Linked DNA regions of Mus musculus: regions 2, 3, 4 and 5 are each linked to region 1. A link is a contact called in public HiChIP or PLAC-seq and promoter capture Hi-C data. All regions are on one chromosome and are shown on one strand. Each heading gives the region's core, a stretch centred on a gene start, on an enhancer-like site or on the middle of the called end of the contact. The rest is flanking DNA. Distances are from core to core; before and after follow the strand shown.

The links. Promoter capture Hi-C pulls out the DNA fragments that hold promoters and counts their contacts. HiChIP or PLAC-seq counts read pairs in DNA pulled down with a chosen protein or histone mark.
Region 2: a contact with region 1 is called in a promoter capture Hi-C map of pre-B cells, with 8 times the contacts expected there. The contact joins the promoter of Cflar here to the promoter of 1700066M21Rik in region 1.
Region 3: a contact with region 1 is called in a promoter capture Hi-C map of the HPC-7 cell line. The contact joins the promoter of Nif3l1 here to the promoter of 1700066M21Rik in region 1. A contact is called at or near these places in 3 of 39 promoter capture datasets (the HPC-7 cell line, HPC-7-derived erythroid cells, liver and 1 more) and 2 of 9 other capture datasets (adipose tissue and liver).
Region 4: a promoter capture Hi-C map of pre-B cells shows a contact between it and region 1. The contact joins the promoter of Fam126b here to the promoter of 1700066M21Rik in region 1. A contact is called at or near these places in 3 of 39 promoter capture datasets (cranial neural crest, liver and pre-B cells).
Region 5: a contact with region 1 is called in an H3K4me3 HiChIP or PLAC-seq map of forebrain, with 18 times the contacts expected there. The contact joins the promoter of Plcl1 here to the promoter of 1700066M21Rik in region 1. A contact is called at or near these places in 4 of 39 promoter capture datasets (frontonasal cranial neural crest, hippocampal neurons, pre-B cells and 1 more), 3 of 115 datasets of contacts at active chromatin or transcription factors (embryonic forebrain, forebrain and neural tube) and 1 of 9 other capture datasets (adipose tissue).

The regions. Positions count from the first base shown.
Region 1 is chr1:57,376,231-57,379,055 of GRCm38.p6, forward strand. 1700066M21Rik (RIKEN cDNA 1700066M21 gene) reads left to right here and starts at 1,390. Exons shown (of 2, transcript NM_028546.1): 1 at 1,390-1,716. The coding sequence starts at 1,441. 4930558J18Rik (RIKEN cDNA 4930558J18 gene) reads right to left here and starts at 1,314. Exons shown (of 4, transcript NR_037999.1): 1 at 1,175-1,314.
Region 2 is chr1:58,711,864-58,714,570 of GRCm38.p6, forward strand. It overlaps Cflar (CASP8 and FADD-like apoptosis regulator), which reads left to right and starts at 1,423. Exons shown (of 10, transcript NM_207653.6): 1 at 1,423-1,796.
Region 3 is chr1:58,443,854-58,446,562 of GRCm38.p6, forward strand. Nif3l1 (Ngg1 interacting factor 3-like 1 (S. pombe)) reads left to right here and starts at 1,298. Exons shown (of 7, transcript NM_022988.3): 1 at 1,298-1,781. Ppil3 (peptidylprolyl isomerase (cyclophilin)-like 3) reads right to left here and starts at 1,633. Exons shown (of 7, transcript NM_001285827.1): 1 at 1,293-1,633; 2 at 736-786. The coding sequence starts at 738.
Region 4 is chr1:58,584,975-58,587,763 of GRCm38.p6, forward strand. Fam126b (family with sequence similarity 126, member B) reads right to left here and starts at 1,359. Exons shown (of 13, transcript NM_001310598.1): 1 at 1,238-1,359. Ndufb3 (NADH:ubiquinone oxidoreductase subunit B3) reads left to right here and starts at 1,423. Exons shown (of 3, transcript NM_025597.3): 1 at 1,423-1,696.
Region 5 is chr1:55,404,607-55,407,382 of GRCm38.p6, forward strand. It overlaps Plcl1 (phospholipase C-like 1), which reads left to right and starts at 1,340. Exons shown (of 6, transcript NM_001114663.1): 1 at 1,340-2,024. The coding sequence starts at 1,782. It also overlaps the pseudogene Gm8531.

The sequences.
Region 1 (2,825 bases), core at 140-2,639:
AGCAATTATACTTTGTTAACAAATACAAGAAATTTAAAATTAGAATAAGGCTTGGGATATGACCTAGTTGGTAAGGTGCCTGCCTCTTTCCCCAAAGCATGGGGGCTGAATTGGATCCCCAGCATCCACAAAACAGAGAACCCAGTAGCTGGGAAGTTAGAAACAGGCAAACCATTGGGGGCTTCTTGGCTAGCCCAGTCTAGCCTAATCCATGAGCTTCAGGTTCAGCAAGATGCTGTCAAACAATAAACTAATCAATAAAAAATTTTAAAAGATGGAGTGTGAGGAATGTACTGTGATACAAAAAAACTGCTCTCACCTTAAAGATGAGCCACATATCAGTTAGCTCAAGTTTTACAGTATCAAAATAGAAAATATTATATAATTTAAGACTTTGAAAATAAGATAACAGACAGAAAATTTCTGCTATAGGCCTCTAATATAAGTCTTAGCTTCTGGGCTGGTGGAAGCTAAGCTAATACATTTCAAAGGTTTCATCTGATACTCACTAGTATGCTGGCTGTTTAGGTACACAGGTTAGCTAGGAAAGGCTATTAATTAAAAGAGCGAAAGACAGCTCAAGATAATTTTTAATCAGGGTTTGAACTTACAACATAATTTCTCCCCAGTCATTTAAGTTCTAATCAGCTAATCACTCCTGCAGAAACTTCAAGTTTCAACTTCTTTCCAGGAATCTCCTTTACACCCAAAGTCACTTCAAGCCCACAGCAGCAAACAGATGCATGTGCGTGTCCGATGTGCACACACAATGTTAAAACAAGATTCACTTTTCCCACCTTTAGCATAAATTTGGCCCAGTCCTATTTCTACACAACTTTAAGTAAGAAGTTGCTATTTCCACGACTTTCCTATACTTTTCAACGTGGTTTCAAAACCCTAAATCGGAAATTCGATAAGCTGTAAACACCCCTACAGTAAATGTGTGAACAAGTAGGCCTTTTCTCTATCTTCCCTAAGGTAAGTGTCCAGCTCTCTCTCTCTACCAACTAGGAATGTGCTAGACTTGGTGTGGAGCCAGAAATTCCCTAACTAGGTAACTTCGGGACATAGGGGATTCTTTTCATTCTGAGCAAGTACAAGACTTTCAGAACCATTCTTCTTTACCTTGGACTAAATTAACAAAGACACATCTTCACCGTGAGGATGAACCTACCAAAGCTTTTATACAGAACCCGAGGAAACTCTGACCCTGAGCAGCTGCTGCTGTGCATGGGCCCAACCTGCGGGCTCTTCCACGTCCGTTCGAACTTCCCGGCCGGGGCTGAGTCCGCCAACCACAAACGTCCTTCCTCCAGCCGCGCCCTCCGCTCCCCCTCCCTCCGGACGCACGCGGCGTGCTGACGTCACGGCGACCGAAGCCGTTGGGCAGCCGAGGCCCCGCCCTCGCTGCCGGGTGAGCGGCCCTGGCGGCTCGAGCCCATGCTGGGGTCGCGGCGTCTGCGGTCCCCCGCGCTGGTGCTGCTGCTGCTGCGGCCGCTGCTCGCTTCCGGAGACTCCGCGTCCCGCCTGCAGACCCGAGCCATGAACCCGGGCGGCGGTGAGCGGGGCTCCCCGGAGGACAGCCACCGTCTGCAGCGCTCCACGGTGCCGGGCTCCGACCCGCAGCGCAGCAACGAACTGCTCCTGCTGACATCCCGGGAAGGAGATTCCCCGGAGCAGCGGCACCACGTCCTCTACTTCCCTGGGGACGTGCAGGTAACGCGGGGCCAGGCCTCCCCGACACGCCCACACGGGTTCTCATACGATGGGGGTGCGGGGCGCGCCCCCGTTCCTGCCAGAGCCCCATCCGGGGAAGGGGCCTTGGAGGGCCACGGTCTCCAGAGAGCGGCTGTCAGTCCAGGTGCCACTGGGTGGAAGGAGAGGCGCGACAGGGAGTGGGACAGCCACGCACAGCTCCAGCCTGCTCTCAGAGGACTGTGTGTGTGCTGGGCACTGGACTGTTTAGAAAACGCTGACTGACCAAATAAAATACATCCGTTGCTAAAGTGACCTTTCCAGTAACCCTAAAACACAGCAGTGGAAGGGATGCAATCGTCAAGAATGCTAATGATACTGAGAGGCCCATTTGAATTCAACTCATCTGTGTGCTTCCTGTTACTGGTTTTTATAGCTGCAGACATACGTCTTTGCTGAAGCTGTCCTGGAAGCTGGGTTTTAATGTAAAACTGCATCGTGCAGTGGATACATTAGCCGCGTGAGAGTATCTGAACAAGTTAAAATGAAAAGGCAGCGTTCTCTGTCTCACTAGTTGTATTGCCAAGTGTTGAGTCACCACAGGTGACTTGCTTGTACCCCGTTGGACAGCGCAGATACAGTTGGCATTTACATTGAAAATCAATTATCCCAGAGCGTTGTTAGCACTAGGGTAGATATTCAAGTTAGAATATAGCTAGATGGTTTCCTCATACTAGAAAACTGTTATTGTTTTGAAATTGGTGCTTTAAAATGATACACCAAAAAATCTATTTTCTCTTGCTGTTTTCTCTCAAATCAGTTGACTTGACTAGTTGACTGCTAATGGAAACTAGCAAAAACCCAAATTTAGGTTCAAGAAAATCTCATTTTGGTGCCTTTATTCCCAGATTGAAAACAAGTGTGTTGCTTCTGCTTCCTGCGACTTGTGACCAACTACTTCATGCCTTCCAGTGGTGGTGGTGGTGGTGGTGGTGGTGATGGTGGCTGAGTACTTTCTGCTGTAAAAGTGTTCCAGACAGAACATCCACCTGGCTTAAGTAGGGCCTAAAGTGTTCTAGATATAGTTTGAGGATCATCTTTCATTTCCCATCATCAGCCTTTGGGACAAT
Region 2 (2,707 bases), core at 173-2,672, 1.3 Mb after region 1:
TGTTCAGGGGATGGGATCTTCAGGGAAGTGACCCTTAATGACCCTAAGGCACCCCGGAGCTGTAGTGACTGCATTGAGGACTGGAGGGAGCACCCATAAACCCCCAAGGGGGAGCATTCCTGTGTTCCTGTCGGAAAACTAAAGATTAACTTTGCTGGCCGAGCCACAATTAGTCAAGCACAAAACATCTAGAGAATTACTCATTTCCTGGAGTTGAACTGTCCAGTTTCCAGCTTTCCTTTCGAAAAGTTGGTTCTCTCTCTCTCTCTCTCTCTCTCTCTCTCTCTCTCTCTCTCTCTCCCTCCCTCTCTCTCTCTCTCTCTCTCTCTCTCTCTCTTTTGGTGGACAAGTTCGCTGGAAGTAAATTCAAGGAGTCTAATTAAATCCTCCGGGTTCAGGTAACCTTCGAAAAAAAATTTTTTAACAGTAAAAGGGGTGGGGCCAGAAGGGAGTGTCATATGTCAGGCCTTGACCAATAGGGATGATCTAAAATTTAAAACCTAAGAAGAGATTTTAGATAAAAGGTCGACCTCCTAGTTTACAAAAGGTTCTGAACAAAGCAGAAAGCTCAGCTCTCTGGTATCACAAACAAGCTTGGTTTGTAAGCAAATTATTTTTTTATTTTATTTTTTGGTATTCTGAGACAGGACTCTATTCTCTATACAGCCCTGGCTCTCCTTAAACTCACTGTGTAGCCCAGGCTGCCCTAGACTGTGCAGAGATCCACCTGTGTCTGCCTCCTGATTGGATTACTAGGATTAGAGAGTATGTCGCTATTAGTCACTGTTCCTGGGAGTCCACCAGAGATAACCACGTAGCCAAAGTTCATAGCCTATTGAAAGTCTTTATTCCAACCAGCTGGGATGACACTTAGGTACTGTGTGTATTCAGTGACCAATGTCCAGAGCACAGGGTTTCTGAAGGCAGAGACCTCACTTGGCAGCTGGAGCGGGGGGGGGGAGTGGGGGGGGGGTGGGGGGTGGGGGGCGGGGTGGGGCGCGGAGGTGGAGGCTTTGGGTAAGCAAGCGATTTGACCGCTAAAATCTTCTCTCAGCAGCCGACCCCACCCCCGCCCGCCCCCAAAGCTGGGCGTACACCACCACACTCAGCTTCAATGGATTTTTCCAGAAGTTTTATGTTGTACATTGTTTTTGATGACATTTAATTCTTTAGCAAGTCACCACTTGCTAACCTAGTTTCCCAAGCTGCGAGAAACCCGGGTGGGGGGTGGGTGGGTGGGAAGTGGGGTGTTTCCTTCCTTCAGAGAAGTAGCATGGGGGGCGGGATTTGGGGTATGTGCGGTCTTTGGGGTTTTCTTTCTTTTTTTTTTTTTTTTTTTTTTTTTTGAGCCTTGACTGGTCAGTTTCGCCCCTAGAGGCGGAAGTTGGCTTCCTCTCTGGCTTCCTGTAACTTTCCTCCGCCCTCTTGTTAGGATTGTGGAATTCAGCAATGGCCTCGATTCAGTTTTGGTGAAATGGCGGCCATTCTCATCTTCTCGGAGCCCTTCTCTTTGCTCACACTCGCGATTCTGCCCCCGCAAGAGTACTCTGGGGACGTCCTTATCGCTGGGAGAGAGCGGTCGCATCTCATTCCTGAACCTGTTGGGCTCGCTGGGCGCGTCACCTGGCTAGCAGCTTGGGCCAGCTCCGCAGGCTAACTTTCCTGGACGCCTACTGAAGAGTCTGCTCCTCTCTGTGTTCTTTCCAGTGTCTCGTTCGATCCAGTTTTCTGGTGGTCTCCAGCGAAGACAGGCGACAAAGCCGTTGTTGAGTGGGATGGGCCGGCGACCGCCCGGTGTGAGTAATCCCAGAACCCCTCCTATTCTTGCAGTTCCCAAAGGGACTTGGGAAGTTGGAGAGCTGACTCCTGATTAATGTAGGAAAGTGTTCGTTTCCTATCTTCCACTCTTGGTTCCTTCTGTGCTTTTTGGGGATCCACTCACAGCACCTCCAGACTTGTGGCACATTCAAATCCAAGTCTTTCTTGAAGAGAGCCAAAGACTTATTAAATTAAACTTGTTACTGGACTCAAATGCCTCCTTGTTAATTTAGTGTGTGACTCTGGATGGCGTGAAATTTCGAACAAGGTACTTGGGTGTTTTTTGTTTGTTTCTATAATCCCAGCGTAGAGGCTGCCTGGACAAAGCTCAAGGACAGCTTATCCTGGCAAGAAGCCTGCTGGCCAAGAGTGAGGCAGTGAGGGTTTGGCCCAGGGCCTTCCTATACTCAAAGCATTATTTCTCTTAAATCTCAGAAACAAGAAGCACTACCTGTGTTATGACGCCCTAGCTGACCTTCACCTCTGGGAAGACTTGACACCCCACCTGGGGCAGCTGTCTTGCTCCTTACTAAGGATTTTACTTCTTATTTTGCATTGCATTTTAATATCCAAAACCTTTCAGGCAAGTTATAATATAAATAAAATATACCTGCAAAGTAAATACAGACACTGCCCCCACCTCCCACGAGTCCATTCCCTAGCGACAGCCAGAGGTGGCTGGTTCTAGTCACATACATTGGTGTACTCAAATACAGTCTTTTGGTTGCCTTTAAAAAAATTGGGAATCTTCCCTTGGCCCCAGCCATCCAGCTCCTTTTCGTATTCTTTCTCCAAACAGTCTTTCAGAACAGATGTTTGTGGTGTTGTTTTTCTGTTTCCATCCTAGTTTCCCCTCCTTCCCCATCTTGTGCAGTGGCCACTTGGATTT
Region 3 (2,709 bases), core at 48-2,547, 1.1 Mb after region 1:
TACACTCCCTGCTATTCTACCTGTGCTGCTCATCTCTGCGGGGAAAGGGCACACTGTTTGCTCGTTTATTTCCTTTTGTGTCTTTTAATGAAAGGTCTGAGACTGCGACGGCCTATAGAGGCTGGGAGCAAGGTTACCTCCTGAGTGCTGGGACCACACCAGCAGGGTAACGTTGTAATGATCATGTCCACTTGTTTATTCTACTTTGTTCCCTCTATACTGGTACACACAGTCTCTCCCTCGCCACATCCCCTCCCTTCCCCTCTCCTTCCTTATCCTAGGAACGCACTCTGCCACTGAGCTACACACTCACTATCCTGTCTGACTTCCTCCAAAAAAATATTCATTAAAAATTAAAAAACAGCCAGTCGTGGAGGCACATGCCTTTAATCCTAGCACTTGGGAGGCAGAGACAGGCGGATTTCTGAGTTTGAGGCCAGCCTGGTCTACAGAGTGAGTTCCACGACAGCAAGGGCTACACAGAGAAACCCTGTCTCAAAAAACCAAAACACACACACACACACACACACACACACACACACACAAATTAAAAACCATGTAATGGGCGGCTGAGAGGGCAGGCTTGGCAGGTACCAGGACTTGTTGCTTTTGCAGCAGGGCCTGTTCAGTTCCCAGCACCCACATCTGCTTGTGTCTCCAGCTCCAGGGAACCCAAAGGGGTTAGAAACAAGCAACCAACCACCCAGTTAGAATAATTCTATGATACATACTCACCATTTTCCTTCTTGATGGTTCTAGGAAGCACTGTTTAATTTTTCAAATCTCCTACAAGAGAGAGGAATTAGTTCACTTTACCCTATCAAGTTCCCACCATACTTGTTCATCTTTATGGTAGATTTACAACGAAAAGCTTAGACTAGCATCCTCTAAATGAAAATCCTATCATAAAAGTGTTGATCCTACCCAATGCAACAAGCCACCCCAGTGCGCACTTACTTTACTCATTTTCTTCAAGGCTTTCTGCAAGGGAGGCATAGCCCCACCTCCAGGTCTAGTGCTCTAGATAGGCACTTGGAGCTCCCTTTACCCGGGACACCTACTTTACTTAAGACGTCTGTACAATACATTTCTATACTTCACACTTTTGTTTTGTTTTTTCCCAAACGCCACATCTTGCTAACTTATCAATCGTATTTAAAAGTCCCAGGAATACCATCTCCAGCCCGAGAGTTCACCACGAGGATCCCAAGAAATAAATTTGCACCAACGTGGGGCGCAGCAGGCGTTTGAGTGCACGGAGAAAAGGATAAAAGCCTTTCCCCCACACTCACCCACTGCGCTCAGCACCACTGCTGCGGGAACGGAAAAGCCTCAACTACAAGGGCCGGCATGCCTGCGGGTTCCAAAGGCGTGTCTGTGCGCCACAGAAGTGAAGCCCGGAGCCCTCCGCAGGGGACGCCCTACTCTCCCGTCAGTCTCTCCTCATCACACCGACTAGGACTCGGAGGACCACGCACCTCACCCCTCGGCCCCTGAGAGCTCTACCCACAACCTCACTAAGAAGCAGAACCCGCTGTCGCCCAGCAACTTCATACAGCGGCCTGGAGTGGGAAGCAGAACGCACAGGACCAATTCCGCCCAACTTCACACAGCGGCCTGGAGTCGGAAGCAGAACGCACAGGACAACTTCCGCCCAACTTCACACAGCGGCCTGGAGTCGGAAGCAGAACGCACAGGACCACTTCTGCCCAACTCTTTCCACAAAGCCAGGAGCTTCAGAGCAGAGCGGAAGTGATACACTGAAAGAGCTTCTGCGACTGGTGAGTTGTGAACCACTGAAGGGCTCGCGGGGGCTGTCTGTTCTTCTCGCTGGAGGTGCACATCGGGCTGGCTGTGGTGACTGCAGAGGGCCGGGGGAACATGAATATAGAAGGAGAGGTTGCAGATGAAAACTGCCTTGCTGCAGGAGGGGTGAGGGTGCTGACTCCAGGAATAAAGGCTATGCCACGCGGCCCTTGATTATTCTGGAAAAGGTCTTGAGCCATGCGTAAATGAAAGAAAAACCACACGCAAGTGCAAAGAGAGCTCTCGTGTAATTGAAAAATAGCAAGTGGCTGTTCAGAGGGCTAAAGATCATGTAGATTGACAATGGATATTCCCATCTCTCCATTGTACGGCAGCTCCAGCCCATTCAAATAATGCTTTAAATGTGTCTGTACTGTGAGCACATTGTCCGAGAAAAACACCGGGACGTGGTCGTGTCATCTCACAATAGAAGTTTATTGTATAACAAGAAAGCCACAAGTTACATCAGTCTCGTTGGTAGCTTGTTACAGGATGTTTGGTCACACTGTGAACCCCCGAGATTGTGTTATTTACCGATGGTGGGTGGGAGGAACCTTTCTAGTTGTGGTGTGCCCTTAGCACACATCTTTAATCTCAAACAATGAAGGTAAAATTAGTTTGTAGAAGGAAGCATCCATGTTTGAAAGTGATGTCTAATTGAATGGCAGACAAAGTGAGGAATCAGAGAAAGATTTGACAGAATAGGATATGCCCAGCTCTCTCCAGAACAGGGAGAAAAGATGGGCTACTTAAGGGGTAGTGCAGAGAGAGACTGGGGGCAGTTTTTACTGGGACAGTTATATATAGAGAGGATGCAGATAGAGAAAACAAGCTATGCATAAGTGAAGACAGACTGAGCCAAAGAACAAGAAGCAGCCAGAAGATTAGAGAGGATTGTCAGGC
Region 4 (2,789 bases), core at 109-2,608, 1.2 Mb after region 1:
ATATACTTCCTGGATACATTTGTCCTCATCGTCTAACTTGACGGCAGCATCTCAGGCCTCTTACATTTTAATAATTTATAGTGCTACTTTTTAAAGATATTTTTCCAATGAGTTATAAAAGTGCCCTTCCACAATATTCGCCGACAGGGATTTGTTTAGGACTGTATTTCACCATTCAAACCGTGGATTTAAAAGACTTTTCAAAACAAAATAGTTTTAAATTTGTACATAAATTTTATCTATGTCCATGACATTCAACGAACTTATTTTTTTAAGCCTAAGGCATAACTCACAACTAGCTTCCTAGACTTAACAAGGGAAATCACTTAAAAGTTGACACTCCTCTGCTAAGATTCCCAACTTATTTTCACAGTCCTTAACACTGGGGGCGAGTTGTCTACCAATTTACTGTTCATTTTCTAATCTACATTTATCTTCGTCTATAGATTTAAAAGGCTCTCCACTTTTCTGAAGGTTAAAGCCGCAAAGCAAATTCCTGTACTACAAAACACGAATCTGACAACATTCCTCTAAAGCTAACATCGTGTTGTCTCGCAACCAAAGTCCATATTTGGGATAAGCGCTTCGTGACTACTCTTGCCTTCACGCTGTCCTCCTCCTACAGACCCTGCCTCGGTAGAGAGAACGCTGGAGCCAACAAGAACAAAGTGCTCAGATACATCAATGGGTTGCAGAGCTCTTCTTCTACCAGGGTCAGTCGAGTTACTTGGAAAAATAACTGCCATGGGTTACATAATGTACAACCACCAATTTCTAGAGCTGACCACCAATAAATATCTTTCTTCTCCGCACCTCTCCCCATCCCAGCAAACGGCCCTAAGAACACCTAGGATTTCACGCAGGTGTCTGCAATACCACGTCCTTCTCTTACCTGAGGCTTCTTGCAAGACATCCCTTCAGCCCTCACTACCTGTGTCTTGCTCCCGCCTCCTTCCCGCCTCAGCCCGCGCCACCGACACCCTAACGCCCTTGCTAGGGCCCCAAGTTGCCCCACAACACTCATCCCCAAGCCGCCTCGGCAGACGCCTTCTCCTCACGACCCTCCCGAGCTTGCTCCCAGGTCTGCAGGGCTTCGGATCCAACAGTCCTGCTGCCTTCCCACTTCACCTTCGTCAGCTCCCGACTACGGCGTCCGAAGCCGGAGGAGAAATTCCTCTTCACCCGGCACCGTGCGCCCCCCCCCCCGCAACCCCCCCAAGACAGCACCGCCGCCTACCTGTCACCCCGCAGCCTCAGGCTTCCTACCGCCACCGCCACCGCCACCGCCTCCCGCAGCAGCCTGCCAACTGCAGCATAACAACCAGCCTTCTCATTGAGTGGGCCCACGCGCTTAATAACAACCGCTCTCATTGGCTGCGCTATGACTTTGGCCCGCCTCTCGGTGCTCCGCCTAAAGATTCCGTCCTGGAGCAAGACAAACACGGCTTTATCGTCCTTCTCCTCAATATCTTCTACCTCAAGCAGACTCCAGCTGCAAAGTGTGGGAAATAATCTCTACTTCCAGGCTCCTTCATGTCATCTCTACGTTGTCTGGGAGCCTTGCGCCAGTACCGGAACGTTTACCATCTCCCCCATTTTCCTGTCGTAAGAAACTAGAGGAAACAACGTCCGTTTCCGGTTGTCTCCGGCTGTAAGGTTGAATATTGAGTGTCCCGGGAGGTCAGATTGCTGTCAGGTAATTTAGGGAGCTGGTGGGAGACTTCTGGATTACGCATAATCTAAACTTTATCCAGGGAATGCAGAAGTGGAGAGGGCTGAAGGGATCCGATAAGACCGGGAGAAGATCCGGGATCTAGCTAGGGAGCGCCGCTGCAAGGTTCTTGCTGGGCTGTGTTGAGGCGGATGAAGGATGTCTTGAGAATTACGATGGTTGTTAAATCCCAGAGATGTTTTAAACCGCCGCTACCAGATGCAATGTACTCCTCGCCTCCTGGCTTTTTGGGTTGTATTTGAATAGGGTAAAGAACAGCTCAGACCCGAAAATACTTAAAACTAGAAGAAATAATTGCAACGGTTGCTTCACAAGCTTGTATTTTAAGTACGGTTTCCCAAATATAAGTGTTTACGACACAGTGCTTAAGTGAAAAAGAGCAAGTCACAAAATCAAGACTACTGCATAATCCTAGGATTAAGGATTGGATACTAAAGTAATAGCAGTTCATTTGTATTTTCCCATATTTTAATGGTCATCTCAGTTTTTAAATGAGGGAAATTTGAGATACACCCTTGAAAATCCCTGATAAACTGTAAAATTATATGTAATGGATGTAACATTCTTCTTCCTTAGGGAAAGCAAGTCAACATTTCCCCAGTGCTAGATAGAACAAGCCATCGTTAGTGAAGGTTGATCATCACCAAACTTTTGAGTTCACTTCTGACATAGGCAGATAGCATTTAAATTTTCCATAATTATGTGTTCATTCATGGTTGAATCCTTTTTTTTTTCTGTTCTTAAACGGACAGTTCTAAAGGTGAAATAATTTCCTGTTGTTGAGCCCTCAGTGCAGTAGAACTCGCTCATTCTGTGGAAGAGGAGAGAACCAGTTGGATTAGGTTGCCCTCTGACCTCTGCATGAACATCCACACACACACACACACCACACATGACTTTAAAGAAATACTCTTAAAAATAGGAGCCCAGCATGATGCACAGGCTTGTACTCCTGGCAGTTGGGAGACAGAGACAGAAGGAGTAAGAGTTCAAAGTTTCCCTGGCTACATACCAAGTTTGAGGTGAGACTGAGCTTTGTGAGACTGTCTCAAGTAAA
Region 5 (2,776 bases), core at 90-2,589, 2.0 Mb before region 1:
TTCTGGGTTGCACGTATATTTAAAGAAAAGGTAAAGTCAAGTCTTTCCAGTCTTCCCTAGGAGATGGTAAATGTCAAATGTGAATTCTCCCAAGAGCCCCATCCAATTTTGACTGGTTGTAGCCCCAGGGGAGCCAGATAAAAAAAGTGAAGAGAGCTTGGAAGGAACTGGGTAGCAGATCTGATTTTAGTGTCTGTACTAACCAGTCAGTAGACAAGGTCCTTGGGCTTTCATTTCCTCTGTTAAATAAAAGAGCTGCCCTAGATGACTCCTAACACCCCAGCTCATCCTTAAAATGCTAGAATTTTAATAAATTTCTGGCCCTGAAGGGCTGAAAAATTTCTTGGTGCTATTGGCCACGTAAGGAAGAAGTAAAATCTTGAATTATGAAATAATTAGTAATTTAAATGCATTTAATGATCTAAGTGAGATTCAGTACGTCGTCCAACTCTCCAGGGACCTTAGAGCCATTGTCTACATTTGCTCATGGTGTGATTAATGCTACCGAATCCCTGCTCTCCTCTTGGTTACTAGCTTGGTGGAAGGAGCAAAATGTAATGATTTAGAATTATATGTAGAAAGGAGGCTGGACCCTCGTCGAGAACGGTTTAGGGTAGAGACTAAACCTGCCAATGACCTTGTCGCTATGTGGCTTCCATCATCTCTGTGTTTCATTCGGCGGCGTTCCCAGGGTTTTCGTTGCTCTGCTTCCTCTTACCCTACCTACCCCTTAAACCCAACTCCTTGTTGTATTGACTCAGATTACTGAGTGAATGTAGAATCCGCTCATAGAACCCGAGACAAACTGTGGAACTCCAGGGTCCTAGTGCGTGGACTTCACTTCTAAGGATTGGCAGGAGAGCCAGTGATTGACCCTTGGCTGTGCCAAGTGTCACTACTACACCCCTCCAAACACTCTAACCTTCTCGCTCAACATCTTCTTTATTCCAGATTTGCTGTTTTGCAGTGTTTCCTCCGTCATCTCACTGCCGCCCGCAAACCACCCCACCCGCGTCCCATTTCTTGAACCTTCAGGCCGCTTTCGTCTCCTTTCTAAACTTCCTAAAATGTACTCTGAGTGCCTGTGGGTGCGCACACTGGCGCGCGCATCCTCGCCTAGTACCGGGGCCAGCTGGGCTGGGCAGGCTCCGAGCAACAGAACACATTCCATTCTTCGCGCTCGGGCACACCCCTCCGCGGTGAGGATTGGTCGGCCCGAACCCCCTCGGTGAGCCTCGGCTCCTGAGAGGCCGGGGAGCCTGCCAATCCCCACGGGCTGTCAAAACAAGTCTTCCCTCCCTGTCACAGGCGAGCGGAGTGGAGGCCGCCCCGCCGCCGCACTTCCTGGGGCCGCCGTGCTGCGGTCGGCGGGCAGGTGGCTGGTGGCCGATCCGCAGTCGCCGCTCCGGCCGCGCACGTCCCGGCTCCGAGGCTCCTGGCTCCGGCGCCCACTGCCTTTTGTCTGCACAGAGCCGGCGCTCGCCTCGCGTCTCCAGTACCTCCCGCTGCTTTTCGCCTGCTTCTCCCTCCCGCTCACATCTTCTCCCCGCCCCCGCCGCCCGTCCGCGCCGGCCCGCTGACCTCCTGGACCACAGCCCGAGGACGCCTCTGCCGGAGCGATGTCTCCTTTCTACAAAGTTGTGGCTGCCACTGCAGCGGCCGTGGCGCGCTAAAACAAAGTCTAGCGGGGTTTCCTTCTGGTGCCTGAGCGCACCCGTGCCCGGGGCTGGACGCCGCTGGCGGTCGTGCTGTCTCGCCGGGAGCCTAAAACGTGCTTGGCTATGGCTGAGGGCGCGGCTAGCAGGGAGGCTCCGGCGCCTCTCGACGTTGCCGGGGGCGAAGACGACCCCCGAGCCGGCGCCGACGCTGCCTCAGGGGACGCCCCACCCCCGGCCTTGGGGGGCCGGATGAGGGACCGTCGCAGTGGGGTCGCGCTGCCGGGCGCTGCGGGGGTCCCCGCGGATAGCGAGGCCGGCCTCCTGGAGGCTGCACGAGCGACCCCCCGGCGTAGCAGCATCATCAAGGTAAGCGGAGCAGCAGCGGCCCAGAGCCTGGTATGGGTGCCGGGTGGGTAGGGGACATCCCCCCTCCAGCCCCTGGGCAGGATGTTCATTGCCCTAGGCGTCGCAGGCTGGGCATTGTTTTCTCCCACCTCCTTCATCGCCAAACCTTCCTGCCTAGTCCGGAGGTTCCCAGAATCAGCTGTTGGCCTTGAGAAGCAGAAGTGACTTCCTCTCTGACAGCGGAGGAAAAGTTCTCTGCGCTTCTGCGGTTTGATGGATGCTTTCCCTCATTTTCTCACTAACCGGTGGATGGGAGGAGGAAGGGTGAACTTGGGATAAATGCAGAGACCTGCGGGCTGGCTGTGCATTCTCCAGCGGAGAGCTAGCTTTCCCGAACAGCAAAGGCAAAGCACAGCTTACTTTTAATTGTGTGTGGGAAATCTCCCCCATACAGAAATGGTTCTGAAATCCTGAAACGCCTGAACTTTGCAGATAGGCAGGCAGAGTTTGCAGCGGACGCTGCAGCATAGAAAGGATGAAGGAAGAGCTTAGAGGTTTTGCGCTGCAGAAAACACACATCCGGGAAAACGTTCCCAGACTCCCCTAGCACCCCCAGAGGATTTGCCTTTATCCATCTGCCAAGGAATTGTAAACCTTTCTTCGCCCTATTTATTTATTTCTGTCTTCCACTTTGAACTTGTTTCCCATGTTCGAAAGTTCATCTTTTGGGTGCATGACTTTGGAGTAATCTTTTCAGGTAAGAGCCCTGGAAT